2 separate regions of the Mus musculus genome follow, and region 1 is linked to region 2. Evidence: chromatin contacts called from public HiChIP or PLAC-seq data. All regions are on one chromosome and are shown on one strand. The core of a region is the stretch at or near the end of the contact, and the rest is flanking DNA. Distances in the headings are between cores, read along the strand shown. Region 1 has its middle 21 kb from the start of Gm31965. Region 2 overlaps Tcf7l2 (transcription factor 7 like 2, T cell specific, HMG box).

Region 1 (4,425 bases), core at 1,179-3,678, 300 kb after region 2:
AGGAGAGAAGTTGTTAGAGAAACCTGTGGGAAGAAATGGGGCCTCTGTGAGCTGGGGTGACACAGGTCCAGGGCACACCTTGGTGAAACACCTCAGCGTTCCATTCTCTGTTGTGTGTCCGTGAATTCACTCAAGTGCGTCTGCTTCTGCTTATTGTATAATTGCCTCTGCCTTTTAAAAGGGGGCGCATATATATATATATATATATATATATATATGTATATGTATTTAATCTGGGACATTGCCTTTTAAGCTGAAGTTATATAGAATATTCTCCCTTAAAGTGGAGATTGGCCATTTTAAGTAATCGAGTTAAATTTTCCTGAAGGGATAATGAATTGTTAAGGACTTTAAGAACTCAACAACATCCAATTTGCAAGTTAAAAGGGAGGAAAGGAAGGAAGGAGGGAGGGGAGGAAGATGGACGGACGGACAGACAGACAGACAGAAAGAAGGAAAGAAAGAAAAGGGAGGGAAAGAAGGGAGGGAAAAGGAAGGGAACAGAAAGAAGGGAAGCAGAGAGAGGAGAGGGGTTGCTTTGTGATTTTGAAGTCGGAGAAGCCCAGAAGAAACACTTAGCCTTTCCTTAAATAATAAATACTGTCTGCTAAGTTGTTGAACTTTAAATCCTATGATAAAGTGGTACTTGCAGAGGCTGTACACAATCAGAGTAAACAGTTTTGTTCCCATGGGATTTCTGCGTAAGAGATAGGAAAGATTGCCTTGGCAGAGCATTGTCTAATAACATACAGTAGCCACCTTCTTAGAGCACTGCAATTTTTAATTCTTGAATCACATTTTATGAAAATTGTTAGCGAGCAGGGTTCGACACGTATAGTCTCAACGCGAGCTGACTGTTCATTAAAAGACTTTACATCATAGAGAGCAGCTTAATGGGAATTGAAACAGCTCCTGTTTTTAAGGGGAGCACTAGCTAGTAGGAATGTCCCCCCTCCCCCATAAGCATTCAGAATTACCTTCTGGCTAAACAGTGAGTCGGGAGAAAAGGAAAAGAAAAAAGGGAAAAACAAAAACAAAAGAAAAAACAAAAGACGAGGACTTTCAGCCAAGACCCCATTGGCAGGTGAATAGGATTTGGAACAGCTCAGAATTTGAGCTTCTGGTGTTTTGTGAGCTACTTGGTCTGGTTTGCTTTATCCAGGAGTGCTTCTAGATTTTAAAGCATCCTTGCTTGTTGCAAAGATAAATAAATAAACATCCAGGCATTCAGGGAGAGTTTGACTTCACTTTCTCTTTTCCTCATTAGCGTCTGTTTGGATCTCCTCCTTGCCCCTTCGAAGCTTTTCTGCTGGAAGCTGATGCTTTTTAGAAGAGAAGGAAACGCAAAACAAACAGGAGTTTAGAAGCAAGCATCCTTGCACCTTGGGTTGGGTGGGGCTTCCTGTGAATGTATTTAGAAAGGAACACAAGTCTTTCTTAGCCAGCATTTATGAGGCCCTACCACTGGGGCCACTGGTAATGAGAAAGAGGCATGGCTTTGATTTACTATTGTCGTTTAAATAGATTTAAATCCACTGAAATGGTTTTGTTCCAATTCTTCTATCCATTTTTTCTCAGTTCACCGACTTCTCAAAAAAGCCTTTCCCAGTGTTCCTGACAGTTCCCTGCTCTGCAGAGGCGACTGGGTGAGAAAGTTTTGTGCTTTTTTTTTTTTTTTTTTTTTTTTTTCTTTGTCTTGCTTTTCCACTCCTGCAACCCTCTGAGGCCCCAGGGAAATCCTTAGTGTGCACTTGGCCAGTATGGACCGATATAAATAAAATACAAATCAAAGGCATCGTTTCGCTGGCTCCTTTAGGTTTCTAAGGCAGAAAAAAACGTTCTGATCACTGAAGCCATTTCAGGGCCCGAAATTAGAAAGTAATAAAAAATATCACACTCTCCCTGGTGGGCAGTGCATTTAATTGGCTCCCCAGCAGGGGTCCAGCTCTTGAGTCAGAAGTGCTTACTGTGTGGATCCCTGCTTTGGAAGGACTACATGCAAACACTACCAAACAAGTTTTTTTTTTTTTTTTTTTTTTTTTTAAATCAGCAAATGAAAACAGGAACACCAAAGGGAAATTCAGAGATGGCTGGAGAAGTGCTGTAGAGCGCAAAGGAAGAAAGATGCACGTATTCTGAATTTATTTAAAAATTACCTACATGGGATAAGAGGGTAACTTTATATGTTTAAGTCCTTTGGGATCCTCCCTATGACCCCATTTGGAATCTTTTAAACTCTAGCAACATGATGTTTTTACATAGAAAATCGACCACGTTCGAACACTTCTGGATGTTTGAGGTTTGCCTTTTAAAAGCTGATTTTTGGGTCACTCCTAGCCTAAGCAGGACACTCTTGACGCTAGAGGAGGGATCTGGACGCCCGGAAGGGTTAGGATGGTCCCCAGCTTCCAACGACTGCAGACCTTACAGCCTGGTGCTGTGCTGCCACCTTCTGTCCCAGCTACTGCGGCGAGAGGCAGCTCCGCTCTGAGCTGGTTCCTTGAGCTTTCAGTGAGGCAGGTTCCATGGATCCTGCCTGTTCCCAAAGCTGAAATGTCGGCTCCAGGCCTGGGGTTTGGCTTCTTGTAATGGCCGCTTTCAGAACAAATATTCAGCTTGCCTCCTTTCTCTGCCTCTTCCTTCCCGCCCCGTTCCAGATCTGGAAGTTTCCACAGGTAGGAGAAATGGAGATGAAAGGGAAAGAAAGGCAAGGCTTTTTTTGCTTCAAACGCTGCAGATGCCTGTCTATATCATTGAGCTGAGTGAGATGGAGGAGCAAGGAAGGGGCCTTGACAGGCAGGGCCAGATCTAGCGCCCCGGGAGAGGTATTCCCAGGAATGAGCCATTGGTTGAGATATTTAAAACTTAAGTGGACAAAACATTAGACCCTTCCCCACAGGGAACAAGGCTACAGTGGCTCTAGGGACCTAACCCTGGTGAGCACAAAGCCCTTCCCAACTCTACTTTTTTTTTTTTTTTTTTTTATGATTTCTCAATTGACTTCCCATTCTATAAAAAGTATTATGTTTCTGCTGAAAAAATCCAACGGCTCTGACATTCGGTCTGAGGTCAGGCTGGCTTCAACACAGTTTCATTTCTGTGGAGCATTAAAATGCCCCTGTATCTACTTTCTTTGAGCAAAGGGCAAGTGAATTCACATAATTAAACCTATAAATACATATTTTAGACAGGAGATTGGGGGGATCCTTCCTTGACTACCGGCCAAAGCATGATGCTCAGAGTACCTGGGACCTGCCAGGGGGTCCTTGGCAAACCCCCAGCCACTCCTGACCCACCAGTTTTAATTTGCTTGTCTCACTGGTCAGGGTGGCGGTATCCAATGTCCATTTTGAAGCTCAGGGCAAGACTGTGAGGCCGGAAGAGTTAACTTAGTTTGCCTTCCTTGCCACAGTTCCCTGGGTAGATTTTATGTTCTATACTAGATAGCAAAAGACAAAGAGAGCGGGGAAGAGGCGACATATGTCACCTTGCTTAGAGGATCTTCTCTGGGGTGGCTTGGTTCTGCTATGAAGCTGATCACAAGGTGCCCATTAATTGCCAGGAATTGAGTTTGGACCCAGTGGGGCAAAGTGGAATAAGCCCATTAGGAGAAATCTCTCCAGAACTTTGAACTGTTCTCAGGGAAAAGTTTAAAATCCCACACTCTTTAAGACATCACGTGACTTGGCCCCATCCTATGCCTGCCCTCGAGGCTCTGAGGCTCCTGAAGGCTGGGCCTCCTCTCCTATCCTTGGGAACTAAGTATTGTATTCTTCAGAGCCTGCCTGTGTGCTCAGCCCAAATCCACGGAGCCTCCTCCCCAGCCCTCTCACCTCATCAGCCTGTCTCCTCATCTTCCAGTTCCCAGCTAAGAAGTCACATGTAGAGGGAAGGCTTCCCAGAACTTTGAGCCTGGGTCAGGCCTCTGGAGCGTTTCTTGGCTCCCTTGGCTCTGGTCCCACCAGAACACATGTCATAAAGACAAGACAGGAGGCCAAAACTGGTAACACACTGTTGGCCTCCTCGAGAGAAATGCTCAGACCAAGCAGGCACCTCGCTCGCACTGTTTGTAGGCCTTGCTCCCCAGGCCTTTTACTGAGTTGTTACTGATGCTGTAGCTCTAGGGTGGGTTGGTTAGTAGTAGGCTGGATTAGCAAAGTTCATCACTCAGGTAAGGCAAAGGGCAGCTCTTGCAGAAATAGCAGTGGCAGGCTCCACCTGGAAGGGCTTCCTACAGGAAGTAATTTCCCAAAAAGAAAGATTTTTTAAATTATTTTATTTTGTGGAGAAGGTTCTCTGGGCAGTTTCCACAGAGCATGCCCCTGAGCACCGGACCGTTGTTTCCATGTCTTAGGATGAAACAATGCATAGCTGTGGTAAGAAATCTAAGCTGTATGGAGCTGTAAAAGACTAAGATATCAGTGC
Region 2 (4,372 bases), core at 1,767-4,266:
TCATGAGACTAACTTGGAGTTTAAGTCCGTATGATTTTATTTTGGAGTCATGATCTCACTATGTAACTCTGACTTGCATGGGTCTAGACCAGGCTGGCTTTGAACTCACAGCAATCTGCCTGCCTGTGCCACCCGAGTGCTGAGTTTAAAAGTCCATGGCACCTCAATTGGCCTAAGTCATTACATTAAAAACATATATGCGATTATCATTTATTAAGTGTGTGAGAACACGCATACAGAAGTCAGATAGCAACCTACAGGGTCAGTTTTTTTCTTCTGCCATGTGATTTGCAGACTGAACTTGGTCACCCTTCCCCCACTGAGTCATACCCTCACCTTTGGGTTTTGTTATTGTTTGTTTGTTTTTCTAGACAGGGTCTCTCTGTATAGCCCTGACTGTTCTATGTAGAACTCATAGAGATCTGCCTGACTCTGCCTCCTGAGTCTTGGGATTAAAGAAGTGGGCCCGCACTGCTGGCTTAACGTTATTTTTAATTAGAATCTAATTCAAAGAAAGAGTAGTAAGGTCTGAAGACAGGAAAGAGCGGGAGGAAGGGCTGGAGCCTTTAAGATTCATCAACAGAAACTAAGAACCCAGAACTGGTGTGTGTGTGGGGGGGGGGCCGTCAAGAGGAAGAATTGCATATTTCACAACTAGAATAAATAAAATAAAACCCAAGTAATTACATCCTCAGGTCTGATGCAGAACCTTCAATCTCTCTGAGTTATTGGTGTGTGTGTGTGTGTGTGTGTAGGGGGGAGTCAAGAAGTCTGGGAAGCTGTTTTTGCCTAAGGAATTACATTCCAGGGGACTTGGAGGATTTAGGTAACCACAAAAGCCATTCATTTCAAGTACACCAAGATTTCTCCGACTTTGATCCTAATCCATAGCATAATTAATAAATGGAAAGTGCCCGAGTATGGGTCTTTTACAACGTGTACTTTCTAAATGGCTTTTGCTCTGACATGATTCATTTGCCACTTGGAAGAAAAGCGCTTCGGGTGGGCAGGCAGGGAGCGGAGGCCCGGGGAGCAAGCTCAGGCTGCTTCCTGGGTTTGGGTTCCCATCATCTCCCTAACGCTGTTTCTTGGGAAAGATCTGAGAATCCAATGACCAGGGCTAAAATGGCTTCTGCTCTAAGTGCACCTGAAGCCTTCAGGCCATTCCTAGCAGGGTCAGTCTTTCTATTTGCGCCTGACCCCTTCCATCATTGAGGAAGACTGCTACCAGTATGGCCATCGGATGGGCAGGTGCTGGCTGTCCAAAGGGAGATGCCGGGTAGCTTCCATTTGTGGATTTGATCAGCAGAGTCCAGCTGCTTTCATCCTGTTGAAGGCAGGGATGAGATGAGCGGGTACAGACATCCGAATTGGCAATCTGAGAAATGCCGCAACCCAAACCCGGATATAGTGATAAATAATAAAGTGAAAATAATATCTTGACAAGTTAGAACCTGTGGCAGATTACGTACCCCAATCCCATACGGAGCACACAGTAGGACTCTAGCCAGAGGCTGGGCTGGAAAGAAGAGAGAAGAGAGGTGCACAAGGCTGGGTGGAAAAGGTGGCTTTCTACGGTTGGTTTGGGTAAAGTCACCCAGGCAGCTCGGACTTCCTTTCTGTGGTGCTCCAGGGCAGTAGTAGCCCCAACCCCATCTGCAGGCTTCCTGGCCAGTTTGTGACAAAAAGCCGTGTCTCTGATTCAAATAATGAGGGGATCCAGGGAGGTAGGAGTCCCATTTTCAGGAATCTCATTTCCTGTGTGGAACTCATGCTTTTGGGCGTGTGTGTGTGTGTGTGTGTGTGTGTGTGTGTGTGTGTATAGCTGTCTGTCTGTGTGTGCCTGTATGTATACACCGGTGTGTTGTGTGTTCACTGTATGTGGCACAACTGTGTATGTACCTGTGTATGTATATGTACACCTGTGTCCTCACCTGCATGTTCACCTGGGTGTGTATGTGTGTGTGCCCACTGTGAGGCACAACTGTGTATGCACCTGTGTACCCATGTATGTGTATATACACCTGTGTGTGCAGCTGCGTGTGCACTTGTGTGTGTGTGCCCACTGTGTGGCACAATTGTGTGTGTATCTGTGTATGAATATATACACCTGTTTGTGTACACCTGTGTGTGTGTGTGTGTGTATGTGTGTGCCCAGGTGAGAGTACCTCTGTGCTCCTGAGTGTATGCACACTCCTGCACTTCTTCCCATTGGTAGCCTTGGGCCAATGGCAAAGAGTGTCTATGTGCAGAATGGCGGGGCTGCCTTTTTGATGCCTACGCTGCTTGCAGGAGTGAAAGCTGGTGATGTCACTCCTCAGAGAAGAAGCAGGCTCACTGTTGAGTAGGCTGTCATAAAGCAGGCCCCAAGTCCACAAAACCCACCCTTGTCAGTGCCCATATCTATTAAGGATGGTAGTGGGGGATCTTTGGGCTGTAGTTTCAGCAGTGCATCAGGCAGTGGCCTGGACTGGGAAGAAATAATGTTTTTGAGCCTAAAGTTTGGCTGTTTTGAAGACTCTCTGGATTTTGAAATGTTTTCCGCTTCCCAGACCTTGAGCCTGAGTTCATCGTTGGTCCCGACTTACCTATATCCAATTTAGAGGCTTTTTTTTTTTTTTTTTTTTTTTTTTTTTTTTTGAGAATCTGTTAAAAACACCCTGGCTTTCAAGGCTGGGCCACTTGTCTGGCCTTCTCCTCCCACCCACCCAACCACTCCCACCCGTTTTGACCAAACCATGCAAACACTGGTATTCAAAAATATTTTGTTACTTTTCTTGGCAAAGGATTCCAAGAAGGAATTGCAACACAGTCTCGGAGTTAGGAGGCAACTTTCTGGGGTAAAAGGCGGGGTGCAGGGGAGGGGAAGTTTGGGGTTTGAATCAAAAACAGACTCTGAAGCTTTAAAACAAGCGAAGCAGAGCCCTTTCAGCTCCCGAGCCTTCGGTAGTGTGGGTCAGGCTTTAACGTGCCCAGTGGAAACTGACAGTCTGAGAACTGGGGCATAAACAAAAATGTCGTCCCTGGGAGTCTTGTTCACTGGACAATGTCTCAATTGTTCCTTTGCTTTCCAAGGCAGCGGGGGAGAGTGGAATATTAACTGTTTACTGTCCGAGGCTGGCTAGGGAACTGCTTAGAGAGAGTAAGATGGAAAGATAGAACTGCATTAAAAACGAAAAGAGAAGAAACTATTAAAAATGCCAGTAAATGACATGTCAATTGTAGATTGTTTTATGTGCCATCCACCTCTGTCCCGGGCACTCTTTGGGGTTTATGTGTATGAGCCAAGCAATAGCTTGGCATTGTTTCTTAAATCTGCATGGTAGCTTTGCACAACATCAGCTTTCAGAGATTGCTGCCTGTAGGTACCTGCTGCAGTGGCTATGAGGGTGGGGTTTAGGGAAGGAAGTATGATTTGTGATAACAATTTAAATTTTAGCTTTCAGTTGGTTAAGTCTTGTTAGCCTTTGCTGTTCCTAAAAACTGATTCAGTGGACTTAATAACACTCCCCCACCCCCAGATCAAGTGGTTGGGATTTTCAAAAACAAAACTAAAGATTCAGGCTCCCTTGTAAAAATACACTTAGTGCTTAATAAAGGGAGAAAAGTAACTTTGTCTTGGAGGAGGTTGGAGGCACAAAGGGAGGCCAGCGTTCTATTCACACTTGAACTTAGTTGATTAGAGGAACAAACAGCCCAGCCTGCTGTATCGGCCTTTATCTGGGCAAAGTTCAAAACTCAACTGGTAATTATGTCTTAGAAGCTTTGAAAGGGCTGTTGTTTCCAAAGCAGAGACCAGACTTACTTCTTCAGGACCGAAAAGCGCTTGGGTTGTTTGTTAGATAAACTCATTTTAATAAATAGGGGTCAGGGGAGAGGTTGGCCATCTTGGAAGAGTTGGGCTCTGCCTGATAAAGGGCTGTCTTCTCTTGGGGGAACTGGAGGCTTTCTCTCTGTTTAACTTTTCCACAAGAATTTTGCAGGCAGCTAAAGTGAGCTTTGGCATCTGCTTCCTGTCAGACAGGAAGTCACTTCGTTCGCCAAAATTACAAGCTATGGCAGAACTCCCCGGCCACACCGAAGAGAGTATGTTTTTCCCAGAAGACTGTGTTTCTAGACGAGGAAGTGTTAATTGGTACACTGTGTGATCACGGAGCCCAAAATATACAGGAAGAGCTATGCCGGGAAGAGTCTGTCCCACAGTCAAGTCATTGCTCAGAGCGGTAGCTGCTCTGGCCCCCATGAGAATGTGTGGTCTGCCCCTGCGAGAGGATGAGGCAGTAGTTACCCTTGCAAAGCTGGAGTGCACAGACAACATCACCATTTATTTATGAGTCTGGAGTCTTAAGGTCGGCACCTCCATGGAAACCTC

What was found. HiChIP or PLAC-seq counts read pairs in DNA pulled down with a chosen protein or histone mark.
Region 1: an H3K27ac HiChIP or PLAC-seq map of neural progenitor cells shows a contact between it and region 2, with 6 times the contacts expected there. The contact joins two enhancer-like sites. A contact is called at or near these places in 1 of 15 datasets of contacts at CTCF or cohesin (the NIH/3T3 cell line), 5 of 484 Hi-C or Micro-C datasets (brown adipocytes, embryonic fibroblasts, myocytes and 2 more) and 3 of 115 datasets of contacts at active chromatin or transcription factors (embryonic basal ganglia, embryonic stem cells and neural progenitor cells).

What each region holds. Positions count from the first base shown.
Region 1 is chr19:56,131,878-56,136,302 of GRCm38.p6, forward strand. No RefSeq gene overlaps it. Among named protein-coding and RNA genes, the nearest start is that of Gm31965, 21 kb to the right of the region's middle. Within about 2 kb of position 2,429, at least 44 of the 459 cell types and tissues checked have an H3K27ac peak or open chromatin away from gene starts, as enhancers often do. A contact at or near this core is called in brown adipocytes and neural progenitor cells, where this site is marked.
Region 2 is chr19:55,835,190-55,839,561 of GRCm38.p6, forward strand. The region is part of intron 5 of Tcf7l2 (transcription factor 7 like 2, T cell specific, HMG box); the gene reads left to right. Among named protein-coding and RNA genes, the nearest start is that of Gm31734, 94 kb to the left of the region's middle. Within about 2 kb of position 3,017, at least 125 of the 459 cell types and tissues checked have an H3K27ac peak or open chromatin away from gene starts, as enhancers often do. A contact at or near this core is called in brown adipocytes and neural progenitor cells, where this site is marked.